Linked DNA regions of Zea mays: region 1 is linked to region 2. Evidence: chromatin contacts called from public Hi-C data. All regions are on one chromosome and are shown on one strand. Each heading gives the region's core, a stretch centred on a gene start, on an enhancer-like site or on the middle of the called end of the contact. The rest is flanking DNA. Distances are from core to core; before and after follow the strand shown.

Region 1 (5,647 bases), core at 3,042-5,541, 710 kb before region 2:
AGCAAATGAAGGCGGATGACACGGTGATTTGTTTTAACGAGGTTCAGTTCTTGCAAATCTACTCCCCGTTGAGGTGGTCACAAAGACCGGGTCTCTTTCAATCCTTTCCCTCTCTCAACCGATCACTAGGACCGGCGAGCTTTTCTCCTCAATCAAATGGGTCACTTAGACCCCACAAGGACCACCACAACTTGGTGTCTCTTGCTTTGATTGCAAAGGTGGTGAGAACAAGAATGGGGAAGAAGAAAAGTGATCCAAGGACAAGAGCTCAAAGAACACGAGCAAAAACTCTCTCTCTAGTCACTATTTGCTTGGAGTGGAAATGGATCTTGGAGAGGCTTTGATTCTATTGAATTTGTGTCTTGTATTGATTGCACTAGCTCTTGTATTGAATGTGAAGTCTGAAAAACTTGGATGCCTTGAAGTGTGGTGGTTGGGGGTATTTATAGCCCCACCCACGAAAATGGCCGTTGGGGAGGCTGTCTGTCGATGGGCACACCGGACAGTCCGGTACGCCAGCCACGTCACCCAACCGTTAGGGTTTGACCGTTGAAGCTCTGACAGATGGGGCCACCGGACAGTCCGGTGGTGCACCGGACAGTCACTGTTCACTGTCCAGTGCGCCTTCTGGCGCCTGCTCTGACTATGTGCGCTCTGTCCGCGCGCTGTAGCGCTTTTCAGGTTTCCGTTGGAGTCGACCGTTGCGCTGTAGCCGTTGCTCCGCTAGCACACCGGACAGTCCGGTGCCACACCGGACAGTCCGATGAATTATAACGGAGTGACATTTCCAGAAACCCGAAGGTGACGAGATCGAGTTGATCCACCCTGGTGCACCGGGCACTGTCCGGTGGCACACCGGACAGTCCGGTGCGCCAGACCTGGGCAGCCTTCGGTTTCTTTTGCTCCTTTCTTTTTGAACCCAAACCTTAACTCTTTTATTGGTTTGTGTTGAACCTTTGGCACCTGTAAAACTTATAATTTAGAACAAACTAGTGAGTCCAAATATTTGTGTTGGGCAATTCAACCACCAAAATCATTTAAGGAAAGGTTTGACCCTATTTCCCTTTCAGTTACTCATGAATTGGATTAGATTGGAAAAAATTAAGAAGAAGATTGACTTGCTTGGGATTTAAACCTATCTAATCCCACTCGATCCATATGGATTGCGAGCTTACCGAAAATCGCTAAGTTGAAAGTTTAAAACTTTTTATTACTTTATCAAAGTGATACAACTATAATGTTTTTTATGGTAGTCAGAACAAGCTTGATCGTGGCCTATTCCACATGTACACGTTTGATCCTGCCACAATGAATTTCAGAAGCGTGGAGCTTGTGTTCTCAAGTAGGTTTGAGATGTCAGGCCCCTGCAATGGCTTGCTGTGTGCCTATGATATATATGGCGATGCTGAGGTCTTGAATCCCACAACAAGGAAGCATTTGAGGCTGCCAGATTCAATACTCAAGTCACGGTCTCTTTACTCTGAATATTTTGTTGGATTTGTGCACTCCACAAATCAGTACAAGGTGGTCAATGTCTCTCACCGTGTGTTCTTGACATATGCAATATGCACTATTGGTGCAGGTGCACTGTCATGGAGGATACTACATGAATCTGCAGAGCTCCTAAAGGCAACGGAGGCAGTAATTTTTAATGATGGCATGTATTGGTTACTTCTCAATGAGGCTTCCTCCTATTTTTCTCGAGAAATCCTGACAACATGTCAGATGAAAGGTTCTAAAAAATTGCCATCCCAGATTCTGTAAAAGACCAGAATTTGGAACTATTTGAGGGGGAAGGAAAGCTTTATTTGCTGTCATTGCATTCTGATGGATCCAACAATATAGTGTCAGGTATTTGGGTAGCAGACTTGACTCATCAGAGCTGGATCCACTTGCAGACTATATGGTAACCGTTCTTGTCTGGCAGAACCATCCTCAGCGGACCCTAGGCCATCTTTCTGTGGTGCAGGATCATCCTCTATTCCTCTGCAAGCCATGGGCGATCTTCTGGTCTCACTGGATGGTCCTCAGCTGATCTTGAGCAATCCTTTAAAACATAGAGCAAGCTAGGAGCATCTGGCATGTTGATCTATGGATTATCCTCTAGACTGTACAGCAGTTGGTTCCTTTTGCCCAATACAAGCTGCCATCTTTTGTGTAGAAGGTGGAATGCTGTATTTGCTCATCTCTATGGTTCCATTGAAAGCAACCATGGCAATGTTACAGAGTGCAGGAGAAAATCAAGAAACATCAAGATCATGTGACGCGGCTATGACTGTATATGCGTTGAAAAATGTTGAGGTTGTTGTTTGCTTTGTAGTTTATACTAAAAACTCGCTGGGGAGGGAAAGACCGTCCTCCCGGTATTCCGTATAAGAAGATCCCGGTATTCCATATAAGAAGAGACCGAAACAATGGTTCTGGCCGAGAAAATCTTCGAACCCTAGCCCCCTATCACTAACCGGGCGGCGTCAACTGTCCACTCGGTAACAGTCTAACCAGAGGGTGGTGCACAGGACATCGCAACCCGAGAGCGGATGGGGTACAACAAAGGGATTTTTTTTAACCAATCCTGAAAATTAGCTCCCGATAGGAATCGAACCCATGACTTAGAGGTGCTACTCGAAAGTTATTAATCGCTAGTCTAGAGACCCTTTCGCGTTTGCTTTGTACAAACTCTATCTGTATGTATGTATGCGTTGCATTTGTAAACAAACTGGACGAGTACAAGTGTTGCTTATACATGTTACATACAGACGGACGGCTCTGAAGCTGTAACATAATTCATTTTGTCTCAGTAACATCAAGCTTCTCACACAGTGGGCAAGGACAGCGACGGCGGGAAGCCGAAGTATGGCCAGCAGCACTCGCCGGCAGCACTGCCGGCGCACCGTGCTCGGCAGATCTTTTGGAGCTGGAAACTCTTGACGTCGATCTTGAATAGCTCGGCGTCCCTGATGCGGTGGCTTCCCATGAATACCGACTTCTTCTCGCCGACTTCAATGATGAGGCCAACGTTGAGGCACCCGTTGGCCGTGCCCCGGAGGCAGAAAGACCGGTGGTCTGACGGCCACGGCAGCTGGATCGTCTTCTCCAGCTGCCACCGCTTCGTGTCGCCGGCGGCTTCCTTGTCGTGCACGATCGTATAGTAGTGTAGATTGGCTTTGCCGTCGGGGTGGTGGAAACCGTGCGCGAATACGCCAAGCTTCCCGTCCGGGGCCTCCACGACTGCGACGTGCTCCTCCCAGTAGCCGGCCGGCGACGGGATCATCGCGAGGGAGAGCTCCATGGTGCGCCCGTCGAGCACGAGCCAGCGGCTGGTGAGGCAGTCCACCCAGTAGAAGCAGCCGTGCGCGTAGTGGCGGCGGTTCCAGACGGTGCTGATGGGGGCCATGGGGCAGCTGAACGGGGAGCGGTGCCTGCGCCAGATGAAGCAGTTCGGCGACTCGAGCGCACGCCATCGTCCGTCGCGCGACGAGAAGGCGAAGGCCACCATCTTCCTCGGGGAGCGGGCCGTCCAGAACACGGTGAGAGGTGGGTCCGCGTCGACGTCGTCCGCGCCGCAGGTCTCGGCGGGCGCGAGGAAGGGCTCGCACGCGCGGCGGCCGCCGAAGACGGTGAGCACGCTGTGGACGGTGTCGGCGAGGTCCTCCGGAATGGGCGGGAGCAGGACGTAGCGTCGGGACAGCGGGTCGCAGACGGCGAGCTCGGTGAAGACGGTGCTCCCGGTTCCCGAAGGCACGCGGTCGAGGAGGAAGCGGCCGTCGCGGTAGTCCCGGACCATCCACTCGGCAGCCTCAGACCCAGCCGTGGCGGAGGGGTCCGCTGGGAGGAACCCAAACGAGAAGTCGGCCGCAGCGGCGACGGCGCTGGCGGTGGACGCCGCCGGGTGCGGGGGCTCGGTGGGGTGGAAGCCCGAGCCGTCGCCTCCACCTCTGCCGCCGTCGGGGACGAGAGGGAAGGTGAAGACCCCGAGGAGCGATCCGGGATCCCTATGCAGCGAGCGGTGGCGGCGGAGGAAGCGCGGGGAGGCGACGAGCGCGTGGAAGGCGCAGCTCGCCACCGCGGCGCGCGCCAGCGCCGAGCGCGACGGCAGGCGGAGCAGGATCTCGCCCGTGATGTCGTCGGGGATCTCGCGGGCCGGCTCCTCTCCGCCGCAGTCGCCTGCCTCGCGGCCGGCCATGGCGCACTGGATCGGCTGAGCCGAGCTTCGAGCAGGTTGGGAGCTGTGCGCTGTCACTGGGTGAAAGAGACAAAGAGAGGCGTGGCGGGCGTGAGCAGCTAGCTGGATGCGTGCGGGCCGCGCGGGCTAATAAATTTATCCAAAGTGAGCCGTGAGTTGTGGTTTGTGGCGTGGTCGGCTGCGTGGGCGAATCGCCAAAGTCGTGTCATGTGGGCCCATATACACTTATATAGAAGTTGAACATAATACAAATTTTCCTCTTGTTCAACTTAAAAAGTTTGAGATTCCATAAGACATTCAAAAGGTTAGGGTTTCTTTAGGAGGAGTAGAAAAAAATCGAGTCCTATGGGAACCGAAGGAGATTCATAATAAAGGAGCAAATCTCTATTTTGAATAGCAATAGATTTTCTTCTCACCGATCTCTTCCAATTTCCTTGTTACCAAACAAGCCTTCTAAAACATCCTTACTATTCAAAGAAAATTTTATCCAAGTTTATTTAGGAGTAAGGGATTAAAGGGGATCAAAGAGACTAAAATCCTTGTGTTATTTAAAATAGGAAGTGATTTTAGCATCTTCAATCTCCTTACTCCTAAACAAGACCTCAATCCCCTCCGAACCCTCTTCTTCGGTCCCCTCAAGCCCCTTCTCTCAAACAAGCTCTTGAACAATTATAGATATTATTGGTCTATTTTTTTATTATAAAAGTTTATAACTATATACAAGACATTAAAAAATAAATAGGTGTATATGCCAATGGTTCGATTTTTTTCTCAACATTATTTCATCATCCTTCTAGCCTTTCCGTTTCAAAATTCTATCCTGTAGACCCGACCAGTAAAGAAGTCTAGAATACACTTATTCATCCTCTACATCTAGTGCTCAAAGTTAGGATGTTCCTTGCTCAAAGTTAGGACGTTCCTCGCCGTCATAACTTGTGTCCATCCTATTTTGGACTAAATTACGTCATAACTTGGGTCCATCCTATTTTGGACTAAATTATTTCAAGCCGGGACAGTACATATTAATTTCGTGCCATGTCGTATTGACCCAAATATAAAAAATTTATATATGGGATGCTCAAATGCACGGTGAGCCCATCATCGTGCTGTGGTGGCCTAAGCACAACACAGAAAAAATTATATATTACATATTCAAATTATTTATATGTTTGATGTAGATCCAATGATATGAAAGAATTAGTAGTAGCTAGATGAATGATGAATTGGTTTGCTTCTTGATGCTTCCTCGTGGATAATACAATACCCTACAATACTCCTAAGTGAAAGCTACACCAGTCTCCATATGCTTGCGGAGTAAAATTTGTTAAGCTAAGAGCCACCCACAATGAAGGAATGGTAAACTAGAATAACTCAACATACTCATTACCATTTCTATTAGTGTCCAATTTCTTTTTTCCGCTATTGAAAGGAAAATGGGCAATTAATTCATTTCTACTTTTTTGT
Region 2 (6,262 bases), core at 2,997-5,496:
AATGTCCACGAGCAAATTTTTCCTTTAAAATACTACTACCTCCATCCAAAAAATAAGGCGCGCATGTTTTTAGAAAAGTCAACATTTTAAAACTTTGACCAATAACTTAGCAAAAAAACATATGTTTTTAGTGTATGCATGTTATATATTTGAATTCATTTTCAAAAATACTTTAATATGATGCTTAATTTGCATTTGTTGATTTCATATTTTTTTAAAAAAATAATGGTCAAAGTTTCACTTCAAAGACTTTTCCAAAAAAAATATATGCCTTATTTTTTGGGACAGAGAGAGTATTAACTATTCTGAGTACAATTTCAGTAGTACCAGAACAAATGAATCAATGACAAATCAACATATTCCAAGTCAGAACATCTGATTACCTGAAGTGGCATTTTCCGTTTTAGATGGCAGGTGAAATCGTCGATGAGAAATTCTTCGGGGGGAAGGCTGAAGAGCTTACGGAATGCAGAATTTGTCTGAGATGAGCGCAAGTGCATCTGAACATTCAGTTATGCAAGTTAAGTAAAAGAATGCATTGCACAAGCATTAAAAGAAATTCAGAAAACTTTTCCCAAGATCAAATTTTGGACAACCCATACCTTCTTGCCAACTTCTTTCCCCATTTTTTCCAGATAATTCATAACAACTTCAGTCCCCCGCGAATTGTTCAAAAAGATCCGCAGATGCAATTTGGGCTGGTGCCCTTGGGGAAACCTTCCATCAAGAGGAACCCACATGTCACCCAAATCTGACAAATTGTTTTTCACAAAGTTCACTTCTGTTTGACCGATAGGAGTTTCATTGTTTGGTATATCTGAATCATGCACAACCACGTCCAATCTTGCTGGCGGGTCGTCCATCGCATCAAATTCAAATATTTCTGTAAAGTTGAAAAATCGAAGAATCAGGAAAATCTCAGAGGTCAAGATGATGAAGGTGTTTCCAGCTCTCCTTTTTAACTTGTGGGATTCAATAAAGTTATAATGTAGAAGCAGCACTTACCATTCCATTTAGGTTCAGAAGTCTGGTATTTGACGGAGCTGGTTTTCCTCTTTCCATTGCATGTAAAAACTACGTAAGGATCAGGAACCCCAGGTGTACCTGCACTTACTACACCGCTTCCCTCAATAAGTGCAATAGTCAACAACCAACCGTCTCCATGAGCTTTGACCCCATGATCACTACCTAATGTTGAGACAAGAAAAACGCAAATTAGATGCATGTCCATAGGGAATGGATAATTTGCAAGCTACAGGAAAATGAATAATAATAGTTTTAAAGATAAATAATTTTTCTAGTAAAGCCATTTAGAGGACTAGGGCAATCTTACAAGGACTACTGCAAACAAAATATTTGCTTCTTTTTTGGATTAATTCCTTAGCATTTACAGAATACCTAGATCGGCCATCAGAAAGACATGTAAATATCAGCCACCACATAGAGATGATTACTGGCTTACCACGTTGTTTCCAGGCTTGCAAAAAACGTCGCCCTACTTTCATGATATTATGCCCTTGGATGATCAAAATAATACAAAACACAATCTCTCCAATGGAATCTGGAAGGTCAATGCCAAAATATTCAAGACCGCCAAGCACCACATTAGGCTTGGCTAGATGAAGATGAGTAGTGATATACAGTGCTGTACTGAGAGAGCATATGAATGCAAAGCTTCCAAGGAAGCGAGCAACCAGTTTCCAGTTCGATTCTTTCTGTGTCTGCAGTGATGCTAAAATCTTATCTTTCGTATTAGCATCGGCAAGTTCAGCTACTTTAACTTTCCGGGACAGTACTTCAGAGAAATGTGAATAACCCTCTGCAAGGCCTTGTTTCGCTCCATTCTCTATCATTCCTTTCAGCATCGTACTCTGAACAAAGTTCAGACGCCAACTTACAGTAATTTGTGTGGTCTGTTCTAATGGCAACTGGGAACCAGATATTATACGGTACAATATCTCCACCTTGAAACAATTACCACAGGGAACATCAGGAGTGCTAACACTAGACAAAACTGCAAAAGAACTTCCTGTTGCCTTCAAGTATTTCTGCTCTTCAGTGGCTTTAACAGATTTAACTAATTTGCTAGCAGCTTTTGTATAAGTTATTGTTCTTTTTAAACAGTTCTCATTATTGTCATGCTTCCAGGGCTCAATGTTGAATCCACTTGTTCCTTGAAGTTCAGAAACTTCTGGCCAGAAATCTGAAGTTCCAGAAAACAGCAAAGAATTTAGTTCAGCTGGTGCAATAATGTAAGATTGGTCCATTAGTACACCACCAGGCAAGTTTCCTGGCAGTTCACAAGCTTGGTCTTTGGACTCCATATTTTTCAGCAGTTCATCAAGGCTGACCTCAGGCAGTGTGCAACCCTCTTCATTTTCACGACATTCAGAATTCATTTGTGTGCTTCGAAACTGGTCTAGGGACACAGGATCTGATGCTACAGAATGTGTAGCATCAGCAGTTTTCCGGAAGTACCGAGACATGACCTCCACTACTGAGGATGTATCAACGATGGCACTGCCATCATCTTCTTCAGGCTCCAGAAGAATTGATTGCTCTATGCTGACACAAGATAGTGGCCCTGTGCTTCTAGGACCTCGGACCTCCGTCATGCTTTGGTTGAAGCCATCCGAACTTTTGAGGGATGTCCGATCCATGCTGGCACAGGCTGACATATCCAGACTGTTAACAGTAGCTGATAATGGTGATTCATTAGTTTCGATTGACCTGTGTGAGCTGCACGATATATCATCGATAAGTTGCGGTGGAGCTTGATGTGCGTCATCACAAAGGGTGGCCCTAACCGATAAGTATACTCTCAGGCAAATTTCGCCTGCAAGGAAATATGATTGAACAGTGAATAATGCTAGCTTCAGTCGTCACAGCATTTTGCTCTGCAGAAATTTGAAAGGGTCTTCCCAACAGTAAAGCATTCAACAGTGTTATTAAAACTACGTTTAAACGATGTTTTTAAACGTCAAAACTCTAATTAGAGGTTGAAACCACGTTTTAGCGTTTTGGCGTTCTAAACTGTAAAACGCAGTGTTTTATGCATTTTAGACCATTAGCTACTTTTGGGTCCAGTCTATTAGTTACTTTTGAGGTTCAATCCAGCTCATGGGTGAAGTTTTGGTAAGCCACTAACCTCTCTATTTTGGTATTTAACTTCATATTATTGTCTGAAATTACGATGTATTGGTATTTTTCCTGTGTTGTTTAAAACTACGTTTAAACTTTGTTTAAATGTTTAAAAGTCAAAATTTCACCCATAAGCATTCCAACGTTTTACCGTTTTAATAACCTTGGCATTCAACCGAATGGGGATACAACAAACAGCTGCAGGTTGGGGACAAAGACTTGTGATATGGAAAATCTCTCGACTAAGGAAGAATTGGCGCATGACTATAGGAAGTAGAAAAAAATCTTGGCTATAAACAACAGAATCAAAGTCAAGGCCCTATGATTTTTATTTCCCTGAACAGGTACCACACTAGCACGCCTATCATGAGGTGTAATCCATGTGTAGAGCAAGCATCCATTCTCCTACCCACAACTCCTTGGTGTCTGTTTCGACTGCTTTGAATCATATCACACAGATCAAGCATTGATTTCCATGGCATGCAAGAGGAAAGATCGGATGCAAGTAGGGTGTACCGCGCCTTTTCTTCCTGAACTTGACGCCGCTCCTGGGCTGGAGCTGGTACCACCTGGTACCGAGCGAAAGGTCGTCCGTCTCCATGATCGCGGTGAGGGGCACCCGCACCCGCCCTAGGAACTCGGCGCCCAAGAAGCGGTCCTCGTTGAGCACACACACGACGAGGTCCTCGGCGACGTCGCCGACGAGGAACCCGAACTCCTCGTCCCACACGGGGCTGAGGCTCCGCTTCACCACCGTGGTCTCCCGCGGGCGGCGCCGCCCCAACTGCAGTCGCACGTAGGGGTCGCTGGAGCCGTTGAGGTAGATGGCTGGCAGGCCCCGCGCCTCGATCACGTGCACGCGCAGCAGCATCGGCGCGTCGTGGCGGCCGGGCTCCGGGGGACCCGGCGGGCCCGAAGTCCTCGCCATCCGCGGCCTCGGTGAACGACGGCTGCGAAGGTGCGACGAGAGGGACAGAGATCGAGCAATGGCCAATGGAGGGTTCGCGACCCTCCCTGGAATTGGAAATTGGGGGATTGCCCGCGGCCGTTTGAATTCGGTACGTGTTTACCCCGTGGCGCATTTCTCACCTCATGATTCGTGCTTGTGGGAAGAGGCATTTCGCGGGCCGTTGGATTCGCGGGGAGGGTATGGTTCTAGCCTAACACGTGTGGCCTGTTCCGATATGCTCGGGACGCCTCAGGTTTACATAAATAAACTGAAATAGATGAGATTAATCGAGGCAGCAACTTCTCCTCAGGTAAATAAACAGTAATTCATGAGCTGTGCTCCGATTTTCCCACAGTAGCTGCAGTGCATTGATCAGTATCAGTGGCGAATCTAGAATTTAAGAATTTAAAGTTAGAAAAATCAGTCAACTTTTTTGCATCACATATATCAATGGCTAATTTACAAAAGATAAGTATAAAACTTTAATAGGCTTATAAATGCCTTCAAAATTCATAAATAAAAAATTATCTCTAAAGAAACTTATACGGTATACATATTTAAGATTAACATTTTGAATCATGTGTTGGATTAATGTGGGTCTGTCCCAAATTAATATTCAATAATAATCAATGCTACAGGCTCATTTTAATGCTACAGTGTACTAATAATTTAGTATCATACCGAAAGTTTAAGGTACAAATCAATCAACTTAAATATGTGTATCATTGGTGTATTTATTGAGAAGTTGAGAAAATGTTGAAGGACTGTCGCGCGCGCGCCGCCGGGTTAGGCCGGGCAGTGGCAGATCGGACTTTGGTCCGAATATTCCTTCCTAACAGTTGTGCATTTTGCCTGGAGTGATGACCGTCCATTACTGTCGTCTGTTACTGGCCGTTTCCTGTGTTATGGCTAGTAACGGACGAGCTGTAATGGTCGTCGACTAGTAACGGATGTCTCCAATAGCGTTAGTTTCTAGCTGGCTGTAACGATAGCTCTGATGGCGACTGTTACTGTCTGTTCGCCTCCCTCTGCGCGTGTACAAATACGGAGCAGGTGAGGCTGCTTTTGGTTACACGAGAACAGATTCTCAGACGAGTTGCACACCGTCTATTCCTGTCCCACCTTCTGCGAACACAGAGTAAGTGGGAGAACAGGACTCCGAAATCGTCGTCTGCAGAGCTACACTTGCACGGGTGTGCGGGCTATCAGGTTTTTGGGGAGCGTACTCACGACTGCTCGCTTCGTCCGCTCGACCAGCGCTGATCATGTTCCTCATCGCCGACGCCGTTCGAGGGACTGCACTGCGTACATCTGTCTGCATCGACTGCGTACGACTACATCGAACATACACACAAGATGTCTCGTGTGAATGGAACCACTGATGCCTTGAGCATCGGTCTCTCCACAGGGTACATTCTTCTTAGTAATTGTGCATGTTTAACTGTTGTTTACTGCTTATGTGAGTATTCATACTCACATGCACATACATGTCGGCACATACATCACACTAGTTTTCTAAATTAAATTAAATTAAAACTGAAAATGCATAATTCTCTAACAATCCAAAAACCTGATATTAGACAATTTTTTGTTAGTGGTTTTGTTGTTGCGTTAAAACCAAGTGAACTTTTTGATGGGATATTTTACAAAAGATGGTTGTGAACGATACCGCCCAATTTATAAGAGCACAAGTACCAAAAACATCTGCTTCCACAGTTGTTTGCATACTTGAGCCCATATAAATCCGGTAGATCGCCGAGCATCCCGAAGGACTTCATTAAATCAACTCACAACTCAGATCGTAGATCAAGTAAATTCACAATCACATACCGGAGTTTTTGGTAGCGGAAATAATATTACAATAAGTTTACAAATAAGGAATGAGAGTCAGTACAAAACTTAGTTTGAAAGAATATAGCTTTGTACACTATAAATGTAACCAGAGTTTTGAAATACAAGCTAGCTCAGTGACATTTCCTCCAGAAACAACAGAGATGAGGATTGCATAGAAGGCTGAGCCCATCGGCACTTACTCACCATCATCAGCAGGCCTAGATCTTCACCTGCAACATGGTGGGATAAACCCTAAGTACTCGAATGTACTCAGTTAGACTTACCCGTCCAAAACCAGGAAATAAGAAAGTAAAAGGCACCAAGGATCATGCAAGGCTT

The links. A called contact is a pair of places that touch in the nucleus more often than the background predicts.
Region 1: a Hi-C map of tassel shows a contact between it and region 2, with 5 times the contacts expected there. The contact joins the promoter of LOC100284253 here to the promoter of LOC103626820 in region 2. A contact is called at or near these places in 2 of 25 Hi-C or Micro-C datasets (ear and tassel).

Annotation. Positions count from the first base shown.
Region 1 is chr5:119,973,897-119,979,543 of Zm-B73-REFERENCE-NAM-5.0, reverse strand. LOC100284253 (F-box domain containing protein) reads right to left here and starts at 4,291. Exons shown (of 1, transcript NM_001157148.2): 1 at 2,685-4,291. The coding sequence starts at 4,183. The coding sequence ends at 2,813. It also overlaps the pseudogene LOC103628410.
Region 2 is chr5:119,268,190-119,274,451 of Zm-B73-REFERENCE-NAM-5.0, reverse strand. LOC103626820 (C2 and GRAM domain-containing protein) reads right to left here and starts at 4,246. Exons shown (of 10, transcript XM_008647169.3): 1 at 3,658-4,246; 2 at 1,463-2,836; 3 at 1,006-1,188; 4 at 603-883; 5 at 384-500. The coding sequence starts at 4,069.